2 separate regions of the Mus musculus genome follow, and region 2 is linked to region 1. A link is a contact called in public Hi-C data. All regions are on one chromosome and are shown on one strand. Each heading gives the region's core, a stretch centred on a gene start, on an enhancer-like site or on the middle of the called end of the contact. The rest is flanking DNA. Distances are from core to core; before and after follow the strand shown.

What was found. A called contact is a pair of places that touch in the nucleus more often than the background predicts.
Region 2: a Hi-C map of pre-B cells shows a contact between it and region 1, with 4 times the contacts expected there. The contact joins two enhancer-like sites. A contact is called at or near these places in 1 of 15 datasets of contacts at CTCF or cohesin (pro-B cells), 2 of 484 Hi-C or Micro-C datasets (cortical neurons and pre-B cells), 1 of 115 datasets of contacts at active chromatin or transcription factors (large pre-B cells) and 2 of 9 other capture datasets (embryonic stem cells and liver).

Annotation. Positions count from the first base shown.
Region 1 is chr6:8,273,273-8,278,056 of GRCm38.p6, forward strand. The region is part of intron 2 of Umad1 (UMAP1-MVP12 associated (UMA) domain containing 1); the gene reads left to right. Among named protein-coding and RNA genes, the nearest start is that of Umad1, 16 kb to the left of the region's middle. Within about 2 kb of position 2,024, at least 70 of the 459 cell types and tissues checked have an H3K27ac peak or open chromatin away from gene starts, as enhancers often do. A contact at or near this core is called in pre-B cells, where this site is marked.
Region 2 is chr6:8,627,595-8,632,048 of GRCm38.p6, forward strand. It overlaps Ica1 (islet cell autoantigen 1), which reads right to left. Exons shown (of 14, transcript NM_010492.3): 14 at 2,933-3,203. The coding sequence ends at 3,082. Among named protein-coding and RNA genes, the nearest start is that of Gm35621, 6.5 kb to the left of the region's middle. Within about 2 kb of position 1,902, at least 9 of the 459 cell types and tissues checked have an H3K27ac peak or open chromatin away from gene starts, as enhancers often do. A contact at or near this core is called in pre-B cells, where this site is marked.

The DNA.
Region 1 (4,784 bases), core at 774-3,273:
GAAGGAGTTACAAAGTTTGGAGCTGAGACAAAAGGATGGACCATCTAGAGACTGCCATATCCAGGGATCCATCCCATAATCAGCCTCCAAACGCTGACACCATTGCATACACTAGCAAGATTTTGCTAAAAGGACCCTGATATAGCTGTCTCTTGTGAGACTATGCCGGGGCCTAGCAAACACAGAAGTGGATGCTCACAGTCAGCTATTGGATGGATCACAGGGCCCCCAGTGGAGGAGCTAGAGAAAGTATCCAAGGAGCTAAAGGGATCTGCAACCCTATAGGTGGAACAACATTATGAACTAACCAGTACCCCGGAGCTCTTGACTCTAGCTGCATATATATCAAAAGATGGCCTGGAAAGAGAGGCCCATTGGACTTGCAATCTTTGTATGCCCCAGTACAGGGGAACGCCAGGGCCAAAAAGTGGAAGTGGGTGGGTAGGGGAGTGGGGGGGTATGGGGGACTTTTGGGATAGCATTGGAAATGTAAATGAGGAAAATACCTAATAAAAATATTTTAAAAAAAGAAAAAGCCAAAAAACAGAAACAACAACAACAACAAAAAAAACCCCTGAGAACATTAAATTGTGTACTTTACCTTTTAAACATGAATGTACTTTCTTTTAAATAAAGGAGAATTTGGCATTTTATCACTGTTTATTAAGTTTGGATCCTAATTTGGCTACCTCACTGTTTATTCTCCGATATTTTAAATAACTAAAATATTTTTAAATTATTATATAGAACTAACCTCCTGGAAGTTGAAGGCTCATAGTAGTATTGTTTTTGTAGTAAAATATCATTAGCATTCACAGACTTAATCGACTTAACTGATAAAAATTCTAACCATTACTAGGAATTATTGTATTACCATTAAAATTTATAAAGACAAACTTTAAAATTTTTTTTATTGTGGTAAACTACCTGTTTTGTCATGTCACTCTATAGCAGTCTCTTTATGTAATATTTACTTTAATCTCAGGGCATACCATATGAAAATACTTTGAAAAGATAAGTTCAGTGGTATATTTTTTCATAGTTTTATTGTTAACAGGGTACCATATTCACATATTTTGGAATATGTACTAGTTACTTTTCTGCTGTGAGAAAATACTACAGCCAAAAGCAACTTGTAAGAGAGAGTTTATTTGGGCTCATATTTCCAGAGGACTAGATGTCCATAACAGCAGGGAAGGAAGGTACGGTATCCTGAGGCCAGGTCAGGAGGCTGAGGGATCAGAGCAGGAAGCAAGGAGAGAGAACTGGAAGACGGCTGAAGCTGTGAAGCTGGCCCGGCAAGACTCCCTCCAGCAAAGCTCCAGGTCCATAACTTCCATAACTTCCCCAAGCAGTGCCACCTACTGGGGATCAGTGAACCTGCAGGTAAACTTTCACTAAAAACGGCCAATAGATATTCACCTAAGATTTTTAAATTAGTATCTGAACCAGAAACATTATAGGAGCAAAAAATGATTGGTTTTGTTTTCTTATCCTCTGGCTTCTCAGTGAGAAAGTCTATGACTGAGAAACAATCCCCTGCCAGTATGGACTGTTTAGAATTGGTTACAGTATCTCCTTAGAGCCTCTATGACCAGTTTCTAAAGAGGCCACAGTCAGTTACACTGTTAAATCTGAAAATGGTGCCCCTTTCCTTTCCTTTTCCACCTGAGAATACCTTCTCCTTTCGGCTAGTACTTCTATTTAATGGTCACTTGAAATTTCAGGTCCAGGACAGCCAAGGCACTTTACTTGATAACAGGAGTATTTAGAGTAGTCACGTACAACTAAATTAGTTCATGTTTATGGAAAGCTTTTTTCTTTACTAGGACTTCTGAAGCTTTTGCTCTCTTTAGATTGTAGAGCATGTAGACTAAGCATAAAGTGAGGGGTGGGGTTAGTAGAAAAACATGCTTTCCCTTGTGTACCCAGAATTCACAGCAGAAGGCTAGAGCTCATTCAGTAATGAAGTTGAAGTAATCCTCCAGGTACTCCATCTACACAAAAACAAATTGCAGTTTCCCTTTGCATCACTGGGTGGCGATTTTTCACAGTCTTGAGCTACTGTTTAAAAAGCTAGCAAGCAAGGCACTGTTTGTAATTACCAAGGCCTTCTTCTGTTATGACACATTTAATTGTGCTTTTAACACATTATCTTTAAGTTGATTACAAATTTACTAGTGTAATGTGCAACCTTGTAGTTATTTTAAATTAGGAAAGGGTTTTGCAGGGTTGGCAGATAATTCTATCCAATACCAAGACAAAGGCATGCATTAGCTTATTATGTTAAAGCAAAAATAGAATATAAAATGAAAAGAAGTAATGTAGATTATTGTTCTTGCTCCAGTAATATTGTTGACCAGATATTGAGTATAATTTTAGAGGAGTGAGAATGAAATTGGGCAAGTAAACTATCACAGAGACAAAAAGAATTGTATGACAGTACGGCTGAACCCATTTCGTTCTTCAGTATATGCAGGCACTTAAAGTAGGACACAATAACTCTAAGCTTCTTTTAAATTAAAACTAATTTAGTAATTCATAGTAGTTTGGATTTCATCTTTAAGTATTTGATATTGAAGTGCATATCTTAGTTTCCCCCTTTCTTGGAGCTTAAGTATGAAATTAGATTTTATCAGTCGTCTTAAAGACTCTTTCCTATTATATTCCTGATTCTGGGAATTAAAGCATGCACATATATTTCAGTAAGCCTATTTTATTTTTATTTAGGACTTTTAAAAGGTTTTTTTCCCATCTCTGTTTTTCTCTTTCTTTCTTTCTTTCTTTCTTCCTTTCTTTTTTTTTTAATGAAGGCTTAGCTGTGTACAATGAAAATGTACATTCCACAGAATGGGAAATAGTAAGTAACTTTCATTCTGTGTGGAGCCAAAGGCTTTAATTGTGACAGCAAAACTAAATAGGTTTTCATAATGTGCTTCCTGTTTTAACTCCTGTCCTTACAGAACAAATGCACAGATCTTTAAAAAGTATTCATGGATTTAAAAAGTAATTTGTTCTTGACCTTGTATAGTTATAACCAGAAAAACTCAAATATATTTAATTTATCATAGTGATCTCTATTTTTACTCTTGACCTTTAAGTTCCAAGGCAAATGTTAGAGGCTTTTTCATTTAACTTCATTAGGTAATGAAAGTTCTTATTCTCCCAGCTGTGTGTAAGGGATGGAATTTTCACAGTATTTGTTCCTTAATTCTGCTCTAGCTCATCAAGGTGTTCTCCCTATGTGTCAGAACTCTGACATCCTTCTAAACAACATGCAGTATTGTAGGGATGGCAGTGTTCAAGAGTTGCTGAAATCATTCTTTCCTAAGGTGCTGGTGGGAGAACAAAGCATTCTTAGGTGATAACGCAGAACAAGATAAGGCCTACTTAGGGCCGTTGAAAAGTTGCTGCTTGGCTAGAGAGAGTATATCAGGGTCACTGAGGAAAAACCGGTCTGGGAAGGTAGTTTGTGATAGGCTGAGACATTAGAATTTTATCCCTCATGCTGTAAGGAACTTTTAGTGCATTTTAAAGCATCCGTGACTTAATTTTTTTAAATTCAATTTTAGTAATAGCTTTTAAAAAAGAAGTTAACTTCTATCATTCTCTGTAGACCAAGAACTATTCAAAATTATACACAGTATTATGACTTGAATATATTTCTGTATTTAGTATATGTCACATTACGGTGATACATAAGCCGGCAAAACAATAGTCACACAACATAGGGGTGCATGTTGTGTAGCAAATATCTGGAGTTGAACATTTTCCTGTCCTTTCGTTTTAATATGATACAAGGCAGAAAACACTAGTTGTATTCATTTTCCTTTCTTCCTTTTCTTTTCTAGCTCTGTGGCTATTTTCCATTTAGGTGTGGGGTTATTCTGTTTGCAGATTCTAGGAGAATTTTATTTTATTTTATTTTATTATTATTATTATTATTTTTTTTTTTTTTTTGTTAAAACCCAGTTGGGCTAGCCATGATGCCACATGGCTTTAATCCTACCACTGGGGAGGCAAAGGCAAGTGGGTCTCCTAAACAACCAGAGCTACATAGCAGAGATATTCTGTCTCAAGAAACAAGGAAATAATAAATAAATACCAAAATTAAAATCAAAGCGGAGCTGGTATGCACCTTTCTTCCTTGCTTGCTGGATTGTGGACTTGGTAAGTTGGGAGACGTCTGAGTGCTCTCTTGCCCATGAAGCCTAATTATGTTGTGAAGGTAACTGGAGAGTATGCCCTTTGGAGCTGGGTCCTTGAAGACTGTGGTCCTGTCAGATGGTCCTTTGATACTTCCCTTTGAGCATCCCTTACTAAAACATGAATATGTTTCCATTCTGTGTAAATCACTATTTTATTTTGTCATTTTCAGATGAACTAAACCTAAACTAATATAGGCACTTAACTGGAAACCATAGTAATTTGAGATTCTCTTCAAGTTCTGTCATTTAATGCTTTATTATTTCAATCAAGCTGTCATTTCAGTCTTATTTTTCTTCTCTATGAAATGTGGATAGTTTCATGATTGCCTCATTATCTTGCTGGGTAAAATGAAACTATGGGGGAAGTATCTGAACAAAAACTTTAATTTGTTCGCTAATTCTAATCAGTTTAGGGTTATCTTTAGTCATTTAGACAAAACTGGAAAGAAAGTTGTAGTAGCTTTACCAGTGCTTGGAATGTCACAGACTTAGTGATGGATAATGAACAGAAATCTATTGACTCGCTTAACTGGAAGCTAGAAAATGGGAGATCAAGGGCCTGGCATTTGATAAATG
Region 2 (4,454 bases), core at 652-3,151, 350 kb after region 1:
AGGCGCAGCACTGATATATTGGAAAAATCAATTAGTATTTGTCCATGAGCCCTCGCCAGATACTGGTTCTGGGGTGGAGTCTTCCTGCAGCACCTCCTAAAAGGGGGAAGTCGGTGTTGTCTCCAGAAGTTGCCCGGTGGGACAATAGGCAGGAGGGGTCTGGGAAGTGGCATCTAGTAGGTGGGCAGCCTCCCAAAGTGGCTTCAGGGCCCTCAGCCCTTGGCCCCACACCAGCTATAAAAATTGGCGAATGCACAACGGATTTGCTCCTTCATACCCAGAGGTGCTGGCTTCAAGCAGAATACATTTTCTTGGGCAAAAACTTCCAATAACAACAACAACAACAACCAAAAAAACAAACCAAACCAAACCAAACCAAAACCAAACCAAACCAAACCAAACCAAACCAAACCAAACCAAAAAAATCAAACATGCTGGCTCTTTCTAAATCAGTACTTTCTAATTCTGAGGCTGATGGATTGGTTTTTTCACTCACCCAGAACTCAAAATCAACTTGACATTTCTAAAATTACATTTCGAGGGGAATGAATCTGTAAAGTGAACCGAGAGCCAGTGCCAGTTGGGGAAAGAAGGCAGGCACAAACAGAATCATGCCTCGTCCCTCCTTACAGTGTGTGCGTTCTTTATCTGTTAGCTGAGGAAAAGGGAGGGGAACCGGGGGTCATGCTGAAGCCATCAGAAATAGCCAGAAAGCCAAGGAGAGCCTGGGTCTACCTGTAGCTCAAGCTCCATTGTAACGGTGGCTCAGGCTGCCCGAAGGGAGTTGGAGATGAAGCGAGACTTGTTTGGCAAAGAGGGTAAAGACATATTGTCTCCTTCATGGCAGAGATCACACTTGTGTGGGCAGTTGGGGAGACCCCAAGGTGGGTCCCAGAGGAAGCCTCTTGGCCAGGCGGGTGTACGGGGCTCTTACAAGAGAGCCAGGTGGCAGCTGCTTCCCCTTACTTAGGAGAGGTGGTCAAGGGGCTTTGTGTGAGCAGGGTCAAAACGTGCCTCTCAACAGGGATCAAGAGGCTGCCCCAGTGGATTGCAGATGGGAAAGGAGACTGAGTCTTCTTCTTTTCTTTCCTTTTCATGAGAAATATAAAGACAATTTGGGGAGAAAATGCCTCCATGAGCAACCCTTTCCTTTTCCGGTTGCAAAGCTTATTCAACCACTGTGATCCACTACCCCCCACTCACTGATCAGTTTTAAAAGGCAGCCTCCTACTGCTTATCCTATTCCAAACTCTACCTCCCTCAACCTCCATGCCTTCCCATCGCCTAGACGGAGCCAGACAGGCCTTCCAGATTCAGCTCCTCACTGTGACTTCTGGGGTTTCCATGGCTACAAACAAATGTGACCTGGGATGAAACTAGAACCCTTACTCCTCATTCCATGCTGGGCAACTTGACCTGGCGATCATTAATCCACGCAAGTGGCACTGTCTAATGGTAGAGGCATGTGTCTAAAGCACGTATCTGTCAAGGCTAGGAAGCACCATCCTGGCATGGCTGGAGGAGAGCGGTAGGGCAGGAGCCAAACTCTCAGGAGACAGTAGAGCTTCATCCTTGGAGAACTGAAGGTGCAGGTAGAGGCTCCACATTCTCATGGTGGAGGTGGACTGTGAGGAAGCTCTTGAGGACTGAAGAAGGCTGTCATGGAGTCTCACATAGCACACAGGCCCCTGGGACGGTACATTAAAGGGGTGGCAAGCATGCCTGTGTTTAGAGGAGTGTGAGGTTGGGTTCTGATTCTGTATCGTGACAACCTCAAAGTGTATTAACGTGGAGCTGAGAAATCTGCCAGAGACGATTCTGGCAACAAGACCTCTGATAGCACAAGACAGCAAAGCCAGGGAAAGCTACCCAAGCCAGGCCCTCAGCTGGCTCCCAGACATTTCCTTTACCAAGAAGACATCTGTAACGGCCCGTGTCTCCAGCCCTCAGAGTGGTTTTAGAACTGCAGGCAGGTCCTTTCTGAGGGTGAGTTTCTGAAGGAAGCCCAGGGAGCCTTCTCTGAGATAGGCAACAGGAGCCCTCAAGAGGCCTAAGCACAGAGAACCTTTTTTTCTGGACCACTAACTTACACAGGGCCTTCTGTGCATTGCTTAGGTCTACATGAGGGCATGTGAGAGGGCCCTAACTTAGCAGGTTACCTGTGACATAGAGAAACTCTGGGGTCTGGGAGTCTGACAGGGTATCTAAGTTGTTGATGTGGCTACATGTGAATCTGTAATTACCACTATTTCTTGGTCCTACAAAAGTCCCAGGCAGCCCTTGTAGCTGGCTGCCTTATTTGGGGATGTACAGTTCTGACCAATAGCTGCAGAACTGCCCATGGGGCCCCCTGCCCCTCTATTGCACCTTCAATGATGCTTTTCTTAGCACAGCTGGGTCTCCACACAGAATCCACGACTTGAGTTTGTATAGCAAATGTTGTCTTAATGTTTAAAATTTTCTGTTTAAAAAAAAAAAGGTTCCATGAGGCTCCTGGAGTTTATGCTTTTGAATTCAGCTACGGAAAAGATAAAAGGAGACACTAGGATGTGCAAGGATGGCTGCCTTCAATAGAAAGGTCCATGCAGCAGAAAGCAGCCCCACTCCTCTGCCAGTGTGGCACGTGGCCGCAGTCAAGTGTGGCAGGGGACAGTGTCTTCGGTTGTCTGGATCTTCATCCAGAGCTCAGTGGACAGTGGCATGGCAGAAGGGCTCTTCCTGACACCTCTTCTGAGAGGGATGGGGACGTGAGAAAGCACTTTGAGCCTCCTGGTGCCCCTGAGGACGTGTGTAAGTCCACATGCAGGTGTGTGATTTAGCCTTGGATTTTGGGTGTCAGCAAGAGTAAGCAGTGGCCTGCCAGCGGCCCCTGTGTACTCCTCTACTGTTCAATGCACACGGACTACATACAAACCAAACAGGAGTGAATAACTATAGCGATAGAAACAGGGCCTTGACCCTCTCATTTTATTAAAATGGCATGTAAATATTAAAACAGCACACTGAGCATATTAGACTTCTGCAAGCCCTGGATGAGGTGCCGCGGAGTGGCCCGAGGGCTCCCTGTTGAAGGTTGCAGACTCATGCATTGAGCAATTCGTGTTCTTTATCAGTTTTCCCAACAGCATCAGGGTTTGATAAGGGGTCGAGGTCAGCAAAGAGGCTGAACCAGGCAGTCAGGTCCGAGGCAGCCTTGGCAGGCTCTGGGGAAAGAAGAAGAAACATGAACAAACCCACCTTCTCAATGAGCACCTCAGGAGGGACAAATCCCATGATCCTTGGGGAATTTCATGTCCCCTGAAGGGCTGGCTAACACAAACCTTGGCCTGAGACTCAGTTAACTAATTTCCATCTTCAGGGCACCTCCAGCAATGGCTACAGCTCACAGAGGTACTCAAAACGGCACATGCTGTCTGTCTCCCTCAACCGAGAAGCAGCTTGGCTATTTCAGAAATCAGACTGAAGCAAGGTGCCTTCTGGTGTCTGCCGGAGGGTTCCCTTTAAGTCCCACGGGCCAGGAGCCATCTGCGGTTTCTCCTTTCACCCTTCAAAGACGCAGGCCCACAGGAGGTCATACCCAGGCCCAGTCTCTCTACCATTACAATCACTGCCTTTCCTAGCTCTTCCTGTCAAAGGCTAGGTCCTTCCTTTCCCTTTCCCTTTCCCCTTCCCTTCTCCCTTCCCTTCCCTTCCCTTCATGGGCTTGAAATCCCCCCCGTTCAGCCTCACTGGAGCTCTTCCCTCTACTTCTGTTCCCCCCACCCTAACTCCCCCCAAACCATGATTAGACAGCCAAAGTGTCTTCCAGATGAGAAGAGAATTTTCAAAGGAGCGCCTCATGCCAGTGATTTATAAATGAGCTGGGACTCTTTCCTATAAATCATTCCACGTGAGCATCCACTTCACTGGCTGATAATCCATGCCTCTCCTCCTTCCCAACAGGTGGCGACGTCAGAAGCTGGGATAAATGTCTCTCTATTAGGGTACCTCCTAGCAGGGAGCAGCTAGGAATGTGTTCGCCATGTGGCTGAAAAGTCTCAAAACTGGCAGGAGCGAAGACACAGAATGGGATGGGAGTTACTTAAATCGTCTTTGATCCTTGCTCTAAATGACACTGAACTCTTAAGATAGTGAACGAAGCACTTCATGCTTTCAGTTCATCTCCCTATTTCTCAGCATAATACCCAATGGGTGCATTACTTTGTAATGACAGAGTCTATGCATGTATTATGTCATAATATATGAGATACAACTCGTACACATAGGAACAGCTAGTAATGGCAAGACTAAGTAATCTAAACCCAACAGTTCTCCAAAGAGTAATCCTAATAGGTTATTACTATAGGTAACCTTGATTGAATTCTACGTGGGTTGCCCTTATAACCCCTAGCTTATAGCGATTTGACATACTGAGACAAGAGAGAACCTCAAGCCATCATGATGGAGGTCATATG